2 separate regions of the Rattus norvegicus genome follow, and region 2 is linked to region 1. Evidence: chromatin contacts called from public Hi-C data. All regions are on one chromosome and are shown on one strand. The core of a region is the stretch at or near the end of the contact, and the rest is flanking DNA. Distances in the headings are between cores, read along the strand shown. Region 1 has its middle 100 kb from the start of Ptpn1. Region 2 has its middle 32 kb from the start of Ptpn1.

Evidence for each region. Hi-C and Micro-C count contacts between places; a contact is called where the count stands out from the background.
Region 2: a Hi-C map of hepatocytes shows a contact between it and region 1, with 2.7 times the contacts expected there. The contact joins two enhancer-like sites. A contact is called at or near these places in 9 of 12 Hi-C or Micro-C datasets (frontal cortex, hepatocytes, kidney and 4 more).

Annotation. Positions count from the first base shown.
Region 1 is chr3:176,955,710-176,960,727 of GRCr8, reverse strand. No RefSeq gene overlaps it. Among named protein-coding and RNA genes, the nearest start is that of Ptpn1, 100 kb to the left of the region's middle. Within about 2 kb of position 1,652, at least 19 of the 93 cell types and tissues checked have an H3K27ac peak or open chromatin away from gene starts, as enhancers often do. A contact at or near this core is called in hepatocytes, where this site is marked.
Region 2 is chr3:177,022,896-177,027,733 of GRCr8, reverse strand. No RefSeq gene overlaps it. Among named protein-coding and RNA genes, the nearest start is that of Ptpn1, 32 kb to the left of the region's middle. Within about 2 kb of position 2,498, at least 4 of the 93 cell types and tissues checked have an H3K27ac peak or open chromatin away from gene starts, as enhancers often do. A contact at or near this core is called in hepatocytes, where this site is marked.

The DNA.
Region 1 (5,018 bases), core at 403-2,902:
GTCCTCATGAGCGCAGAGACCCACCTGCTGTTCTCAGCTCCCCTTTGACTTTACCACCAGACAACCCTGTGCCATGCTGAGGTCCCACGAGGGCCCTGCGGCATGTGAGTGTCCTGTCAGAGGGACTTCTGTCCATCTCACTCTGGGCTGCAGCCCTGGCATCACGAACCGCTGAGAATGTAAGAGCATCCATCTTTTTAAGTAGTGGTGAATGGGCGAGTGGGCAAATGAATTCGTGAATGGATAAGAGAAAAAATGTTAGCGGACGCATGTAGAAATGAATGATTGAATGAATGTGTGAATTAGCTAATTAGCAAGCTAGTAAGTAAGCTCGTAGATGAATGTGAATAAAGGACTGTTTGAGTCACTGAATGTGTTAGTGAGTGCACGAATGAGGGGAGAGCAAAAATGAAAGAATGGGTGGACAAATGAATGAGTGCATGAACGAATGAATGAGTTACAAATGAATGAGTGAGTGAACAAATGAATGAGTGCATGAATGAATGAGCGTGTGAATGAATGAATGAGCGAACAAATGAAAGTGTGTGAATGAATGCATGAGTGAACAAATGAATGAGTGCATGAACGAATGAGTGTGTGAATGAATGAACAAATGAAAGTGTTTAAATGAATGAGTGAATAAATGAATGAACAAGTGGACAAATGAGGGAGTGTGTGAATACATGAAGGCATGGATGAATATTGCTGTTACCACTGAATCAAGAGTCGCTACCAACCGCCCCAGGATTGAGTTCTTGTAGAAGCTGCTGGTGGGACAGTAGCAGGGTCGCCACTGTTATTAGGGCAACCCAGTATCAGCATCTGTCACCTGCGCTCCAATAGGCTGTTGGCCGCTCCCACTTCCTGGGCCCTTCTGGATGGGGCGCTGTTTGGTGTAATCACCTGGTTGCCTGTCCAGGTCATGCCTGGGCAGGAGCAGCTGCACACGCAGACCCCCAGGCAGGGACACACATGCTGTCCCCATACACTCCCTTTCCCACCCAGAACTCCAGACCTGAACTCACATTCACACACAATTAAACAAACACACCCAGTTTCTCACGAACACGCCTCAGCAAATAAGGCCTCATGCCCAAACATGTAGGCACACTCAACGATCCTCCTGTGCCTTTGACTGAGTGTACACACACACGCACACACGCACACACGCACACGAGCGAGCGATACCACGTCCCCCATTCTCCCCAGCCACACCTCCTGAGATGTCTGCCTGTCTTCTGCAGGGCACTGCTCCCTCCTCCCCCTCCCGTGAGTGACCCTGAGAACTAGTGACAGGGCACCTCACTGGCGCCCACCCTGACCCCGGTGCATCTTTGACCTGACCTTTGCACTCAGCCCGGCTCCCTACAACGGTGCATGATACACACGTCATCCTCGACTGGGCCGCCCCAGGGCATGTCTGCTGGCGCTGTCCTGGGCACCTACCCACTTCCTCCTATTGTGGGCGGCAGCCTTGCCGACATCAGCCAGTTTAGGGCCTGCCTGGCACCTCACAGAAGGGAAGGAAGTAATCTGTCCCTTCTACAGGGATCTGTGACCCAGTCCCACCACTCACCTTGACGGTGCCTGGCCTGAGGCTGGAGGTTTGCAAAGGGGTTCACGGGAGCACTTTCCTTTTTGGCCATCAGGGGCACCATAGCATTTCTAACAACTGAGAACACAGGGCCTGGACCTGTATGCAGTATGCAGGAGCGATCTTCAGAACAGTCATGGTCCCACGTGACAAGTGACAGATTGGGTCAGCGTCCCCATGGCCCCAAACTCCCATCCTGAGCTCGCTCTCTGTGCTGGCTTATCTCCTGGTGCTTTCATGGGGGGTTCATTTCTCTTGTCTCTGTGAACCCCAATCTCCATAGCCCTCCATGTTTGTACTTGTGCTGGCTCAGGGGACACCGGGTGACGCAGCTGTATCAGCCTGAGGCCCGAGTGGTAGAGCTGGGACTGCTTGTAAGGAAGAGCAGAGCCGGCTCCACCGGGGCCAGGGGCTGTCTGAAGTGTTCCTCGGACTTTAGGTTCCAAGGCAGGAAAGACACCGGACTTGACTCAGGACCTCTGCAGGCTCTCAGACAATTTGGAAAGGGGACTTGTGTGACACCAACAAAAACTTTTGCTTTTTAATTTTTTTTCTGACTACCAGGCGGGGTGGTAGTACATGCTTTTAACTTGGGAAGCAGAGGCAGGTGAATCTCTGCCAGTTCGAGGCCAGCCTGGCCTACAAATCAAGTTCTAGGACTACCAGGGCTACACAGAGAAACCCTGTTTCAAAAAAGGAAAAAAAAAAGTTTTAGATTTTTATTTCCTTTTCTTTCACGTGCCTGAGTGCTTTACCTGAGTGCCTGTCTGTGTACCATGCACCAGTGTCCGTGGAGGCCAGAAAGGAAATGAGTCCCCAGGAACTGGAGTTATAGGTAATTGTGAGCCATCATGTGGGTGCTGGGACCGGAACCCAGGTCCTCTGCAAGAGCAACATGTGCTCTTAACCACTGAGCTCTCCAGCCCCAAACTTTTTGCTTTTTCAGAAAGTAGAAATGTCGGGCATGATGGCTCCTGCCTGTAGTTGGGAGGATCTCTGAGACTTCCAGGCTATCCTGGGCTACAATGTGAGACTGTCTAAAAAAAAAAAAAAAAGAAAAAAAAAGAAACAAAAACCAAAAACTAAAGCTGAACTTAGTGAACAAGATAAACTAATGGGTTTGTTCTGATGGATTCTAACAGAACCGAGAGGAGAGGTTTCCTAATATGGAGCCCCCACCCCCAGTCCCACCCCCACCAGCTCTTCTCTGAGTTCCTAATCGATCCCAGCTGACTACAAAAGCCCAGGTCAGTCATCTGATGTCCCACTGTCAACTGCACAGGCCTGTGAGAATCTTTGCCACATACTCAGTCCCTTTGTCCTGTGTTGGGGCCATGTGGCACACTGGTAAGGAAGTTACACACTTGTCCTCCTCTCTCCAGCTTCCGAGCCCTGGACTACAGTGACTCCCTGGCTCCCCAGTGGCCCTTACTGGGGACCCACAATGGCCACCACTGGGACTTTAGGTCAGGCACTACTATTGGGCTGAGAAACTGTCCACTCTGCGCAGATGAGTAAGAGACACACAGGAGCCAAGGGACACCGGGTGCCCAAAGACGATGCACACATAGGCAGGCCCTCAACTTGGAACAACCAAGCAAGAGCTTCAGCCTGCACACAGTAGGCACTTACTGAGGTCCTAGGACTTTTTGCAGACTAACCACTTCAGGCTTCTCATCGCCCAGTATCATCTCCTTCCACCCTCGGGGAAGCTGAGGCACAGGGGTAGGGGTGGGGGATAAGTTGCATCACCAGGAGAGGCAAAAATCCCGGTTTATCCCAATGGTCATGCATGGTAGCAGTGTCCCCTGGACTCCACCACTGCCCACTCTGGCCTAGTGACCACAGGATCCAGCACCATCAAGCCAAGGCCAAGAACTGGAGTCAGATCAAGTGTGGAGTTGGGAGTGCTGTGCACAAGCTGGATGACCTTGGAACGGTCACTTAACCACTCTGGGTGTTTACTTTTTCTCCTGTAGACAGAGAGAGAGGCAACAGCCCCAGCTAGGGGGAATTCGCCGCACTATGCTGTGCCACTCCTGGCTCAGCTTCAAGTGGTCTCTGTGCAGCCTTAGGACCTTTGCCCATGCCAGCCCTCTGTGCAGAACCTTCCCTGAGCAGCCCCCATCCTTCTCCATGACGGCCAGTCTGAGGCATTGTCAGGTGACATTTCCAGGACCTGTTTGGCAGCATGGCTTGTCCCTTCCCCAAGTCACTCCCAAGCCAATATGCAGAGAAAGAAAGAACATGGGCAGGTGGTCTCACTACCAGGCTGATTTTCAACCTGGTCCTGTTGTTGTTCTGGAGCAAGATGGCCTCCTGTGTCCCTCTTGGCACACCCAGGGCCCTGAGCTTGGTTAGCATGGGCGGAATGTGTGTGGTAACTGTGTGACCGGAGCTGAAGAAGGAGACTTCATTAGGTAGGGCATGAAAGCCAGGATCCCTCACCCTGCAGCCTGGATATGATAGGTATCACTGGTCATCTTCAGGGCAAGAATCTCACCCCCCTCCCCCAGGAGCTGAGAGGCAGGAGGCAGTGGTCAGGCAGACTGCAGCCCCCGGCCAGCAGGAGGTGACTCACTAGCCCCATGATGACAGGTGACATTCCTTTTCTTCCCTGGAGGGGGAAGGGGGGGACTTTGGCCTAGAGATAAAGGGAGCCGGCCTCCCACTTCTGGGAAAAGGACAGACAACAGGGACAGTGGCCAGGCCACCTCCCGGGGGAGGGGGGCATCGCATGTCTGTGCCGGAGGACAGGGACCTAGGCTACCTCATGAGGCCAGCTGCACAGCTCACAGCTTCCTCTCTTCCTGGTTCAGGGCCCCTCTCCTGAGAGGTGGAGCCTCCCTTCTCCCCAGTCTACCACCCTCACTCTTCCCAGCCCTCTAGGTGCCTTTTGGGTCAGAAGGAAAGGGGGCTAGTCAATGGGTGAATTGAGAAAGTAGTGTCCAGGAAGGTGCTGCCTGGGCAGTGGGCTGTATGAATATTCTCTCCCCACTTCCCCATCCGCTCCCTCCCCCCAACCCCACCCCAGTTTCACTCTGAAGCCTGGCTGGTTTTAAACTCACAGAGAGCTGCCTGCCTCTGCCCCCCTGAATCATGGGGTAAACGGTGTGCGCCACCACGCCCAGCTTTCCCACCGTATTTCCAAAGTCTGTCTGTACCTGTGTGGCTGAGGACCTAGCAGACCACTAAAACCTGTACCGTCTTCCACAGCCCGAGTTCGGTTCCCAGCACCCATGTTCTTCTGACCTCCAGACGGCCCTGCATTCAGGTGGTGCTCTTAAACGCCTACAGGCGCACACATGTACACGTATCAATGCAAAAATAACAAATACATCTTTTGGGGAAAGAAAAATCTTATTTTGAAAAGCCTTTAGCTATGTTGCCAGTACTTGGATGTAATTCTGTCCTGGAGGGCTGG
Region 2 (4,838 bases), core at 1,249-3,748, 66 kb before region 1:
TTCTTTGCTTGCCCACTTTCAGGCTTTGGGCACTCCGGAGGATTTAGCCACCACATGAAGCAGAGTATCGTACCACAACCCACGATCCTCTGGGAAGAGAACCACAGTGAATGAAGTACTTACTGTCTATATGGTGAAGGCCTGTGGACACGTCTGTGGGGGCTGCCTTAACTATGTTAATTACATTCGCCGACGTGGGAAGACCCAGCCCGCTGCGGGGGCACAAACAAGCAAACAACCGTGCAGCATGCATGCGGTCATCTGCTCTGCCCCCGACTGTGATGCGACTAGCTGCTTCAAGCTCCCGCCCTGGGAACTGCCCTGATATTATGGGCTGTAATTTGGAACCTCAGGTTGCTTTCTGATACCTTATCTCGGTAACAGAAACGGAACTAGGAAAGCCACACCGGGCAAATCCTCCTACGAGGGCCCAGTAGGCCGGAGCCTCGAGAACGCTGGTTAAGGAACTATGTACACGCCGCTGTGCACATGCTCATGTGCGTGTGGAGGAACTACGCCAGTCCTCTTCCACTCATCCCGTCCTGATCTGGGCTCATGCAGCACAGGGGATCAGTGGCTCCCCAGGAAGTCCTTGTCTCCTTTTTCAAACGGTCACCCAAATTCGCCCATCTTCTCTGTCCTGAGAAGGTGGGAAATAAGCCAGTCTCCCCACAGACGTAGGCGCTGTGGTTGTCCTTATTTTATCGAGTACTGATAGGGATAGGTTAAGTAACCCACTCAAAGCTGCACAGCTGGCCTGGTGGGAGGGCTTTTAAAATGACAGTTCACCAGAATCCATCTGGTTCTGCAAAACTGGCTAAACTCCCAGGAGCTGTTTTCCAAAGGTGCCCGTATGTGGCTGCTGCTGTCCAGTCTGCCTGGGCAGGGCCCTGGGGACTTGTAATGCCAGACAGTGACTCTGAAAAGCGGCTGAGACTTGGGGACCCCGCCTGGTGGCTTTCTCTAGATGACCCTAAGACTTTTCTCCACAGGACTAAACTGACAAAGGAAAACAAACCCACCTACCACTTCCTGTTTAGAAGAGGGATGGGAGATCTCCTTGGGCGAGGGTTACGGAATTTTCCAAGTACACCAACGTTCTCAGAGCCGAGTTATTAGAATAGAACCTCATTTGTAGACTCCGGGACACAGCGCAGAGCTGTGTAGACAGGATGGATGACTGGGGGATGGGTTGGGGAGGGAAGGGAATGGTGGGGGTTGTATCTCAAAGGATTCAGAGGCTGATAAACGTGTTCTGAGGTCCCGGGCTCTACACACATCCCATTAGCCGTACCTTAGTCATGGCAAATCCTTGTTGCGAGAACTGCTGGGGAATGTCAACCATCAGTGGGCTTTCTAACAATTCTGTCCTGAGGTCTAGAGAAAGGCGTGGTCATGGGGTCTCTGTGGATGCCACAGCACATGTGTGGATGTCGAAGGAAGCTTTGTGGAGTTTGTTCTCTCCTCCACCATTATGTGGGTTCTGGGGTACGTAGCTTAGGTACCAGACTTGTATGGTAAAAGTCTTTATCCATGGGACCATCTTGCCAGCCTTCCCTCACCTTGTTTTTGGAAGCAGGGTCTCTCGAAGGAGATTGTCACTTCTGATAGGCTGGGGCCTTAAAGCCATAGCGTCCATTTGTCTCCACCCGCCCTGGCCTGGGACTACAAGACCTAGCCTCCTCACCTGGCCTTTCCTAGGCTGTAGATGCTTAACCCACGTTCTCAGCTTCTCGTGTCCCTCAGGCAGTCACTGCCTGAGCCATCTCCCCTGCTCCTGCCCCCAGGCATTATAGAAGAGCACAAAGTTTGGACTCTGGGATACAACACATTCCTCACCCCCTGGAGGAGCCCCGTGCCATATGGTTTCAGAATCGAATCTAACCATGACTGCCAACTTCAGGAGGCCCCACTTGGCTGGTCTCTGGCTCGGGCTATGCCGTGTGGCTGGATAACGTAATAAGCACACGTGGGCTTCTGCATTATCAACAGTAATAGATTAGAGCCAACAACGCTTATTTTTAAAAACTTCTTCCCTGGGGTATTGTCATCAGGTCAGAGTAGACATTAATTAATATTTTGCTGATTGTGTAAGAAGCCACATGTGGGGACTCAGAGTGCTTTTGGCTGTAGACTCTGACTCTCTCAGAAACGCTTGTACCAGATGAAGGTAGGGTTTGTGGACCAAGATGAGGAGAATGGACTTGACCTTGAGGGCACAAGGGAGCCATGCAAGAGGTTAACAGGAGAGAGCCCTGGGCAGTATTTAACAGAAAATCCTCGCTACAAGGTGGTAGGCAGGCAGAGAGTCCATGCTGTGATTTGGACAAGGTCTGACAGATTCCAACACGAACCACAACGACCTGGAGTCACGATGGTCACACTTAAAACTCTGGTCCAGTTTCTCCACCCATCCCGGCCTTCCCTACGTATGCTGCCCTGTCTGGGCCACGTTCTTCTTTTGAAAGCATATTTTCTTTTCCTTAAGTAAATATTTATTTTTGAGATAAGCTCTCAGGCCGGCACTGGATGCTCTTAAAAGGGTAACATGGGGCTGAACTCCTAGTCTCCTGACTCAGTGTTGCCAGTGTGGACCTCAGCTAACCTAGGGCTTTGAGCGTGTTAGCCTGGACAAGCCTTCTACCAACTGAGTTACCTCCCCAGCCCCAAGTGAGTTTGGTTTCTAGACTGTGTGTGTGTGAGTGTGTGTGTGAGTGTGTGTGTGTGTGTGTGTGTGTGTGTTACCCTTGGAGACCAGAGGAGGAAATCAGATACCCTGGAGCTGCAGTTACAGATGGTTGTGAGCTGCCAAGTGGATGCTGGGAACTGAACCCCAGTCCCTTGGCAGAAGGAAAAGTGGTTTTAGTTATGGAGTGGTCTCTTCAGCCCGAGAGTTTAGCTTTTAAAGGAAACTGCCTTCCTCTCCTGTGTACAGCCCAGCTGAAGCTTTGCTAAAGAGACCTCAGATTCCCAACAGCTTGTCGACAGCACTCCGTCCCTCCAGGGTTGACGGGAGCTGTCCTTGTACTCCTTCCTGGTCCTTCAGCCTCAGCCTCTGAAGCACTGGGGTCCCAGGAGAGCACCCACGCCCGCTGTATGGCTGGCTGGTCCTGGGATGGCGACATCTCCTGTTTGTGTGTCATCTACCTCTGTTCAAACGCAGACTCGGGACCACGACTCCAACAAGCCATTGTAGCAGCAGACAGAGAGAAAAGTCAGACCCAAGGATGGCTTGAGACGCTCCTGTCCAGAAGTTCAGCTCACCAAGTAAAAAATCTCCTATGCCGTGCCATCTACCACATGGCCTGTGATGGGACCAGGCCCTTGGCCTGTTCTTGTAGTGTGATGTCTTCATTGGACCAACCTTGTCCACTTGCAGGGGTCCATCTTTGTCAAGCCTGTGGACCTCAGACATTTCCTAATAGAAGTGAGCAGGGGAAGGAGACATCAGGCCCTCACTTGAGCTTCTCAGCCCTTCTTCCCAGTCATTTGAACTCAATTCTGCCCTAACTGGTGTGTGTGTGTGTGTGTGTGTGTGTGTGTGTGTGTGTGTGTGTGTGATATGTGTAGTGTTATGTGTGTGTGTTGTGGTGTATAGTTTGCATGTGTTGTGGTGAGGAGTGTGTGTATGTGTGGTGTAATAGTGTGTGTGTGTGGTGTGTAATGTGTGTATGTGTGTGAGTGTGTGTATATATGTGTGAGTGTGTACGTGTGTGCGAGTGAATGTGTGTGAGCTGTGGTGTGCGCCCTGACATCGTTCCAGTGAGTGTGTATGTGTGCTGTGGTGTGCGCCCTGACATCTTTCCAGTGTGTGTGAGCTGTGGTGTCGCCCTGACATCGTTCCAATGAGTGTGTGTGTGTGCTGTGGTGTGTGCCCTGACATCTTTCCGCTCTGTTCCTTGGAGCTGTTCCTGTGTGAACATCAGGCGGGCATTTGCGCAGCGATACTGAGGACCATGAGCAGTTCTAGGCGAGCCCGCCAGGTGTCGCCCTCTCCCAGCGGTCGGAAAGCGCGGCGGGCAGCCGGTGGGTACAGGGGAGCCGGGGCTTTGGCACTGCAACCTGCTCCGGGCCGCTGTTTGAACCAAGTTTCCCCGGGTGGGAGCCCAGGTGAGTTGCTCCCAAGGCATTGCTGCCCACGAGACGCCCAGCGTTTCTGCATGCCTTGCGTCCTATAGAGGGGAAATGAGGCTGAGAGAGTTGCGGAGCCTCAGGGGTCCCAGCTAGTAAATGGGAGAAAGAGTCCCACCTCGGACTGAGTTCTGATACCCAGCAGGAGACAGTAGTGGCCATGTTATTTTTGATAGGCACTCCGCCTCAGACAGACGCTAGGCAGGCCAAAAAAAAAAAAAAAAAAAAAAAAAAAAAAAAAAAAAAACCAACAAAAAAAAAAAACCCCAACAAAACAACAACAACAAAAAACACCAGGAGACTTCAAAAGTTTGTTTTTTTAATCATTTAACTACACCTTGAAAGTTATTATTATTTTGATTTAAAAATCTCTAGGAGGTTGAGGCAGGAGGAGCAGGAGGATCAAGAGTTGAAGACCAGCTTGGGCTTCATAGAAGAGATCCTTGGCTCCAAGGGGTGAGGGGGAGAGGGGAGGAGGAGATAGTATAATGGCATAAAAGCTACCCACTCTTTGGTTTTGAGGCAGGTCCTTCCTATCAATGATCTTATTCTCATTTCTCATTGAAATCTTCATGGGCTGGCAAGAGGGCTTAGTAGATCAAGGTGATTGCTGCCAAGCCTAGACAAACTTGATCCCAGGGATATACAAGGTAGGAGGAGACTGCTTCTACAAGCTGTTTTCTAACCTCCTCAAACACCTTGTGGTG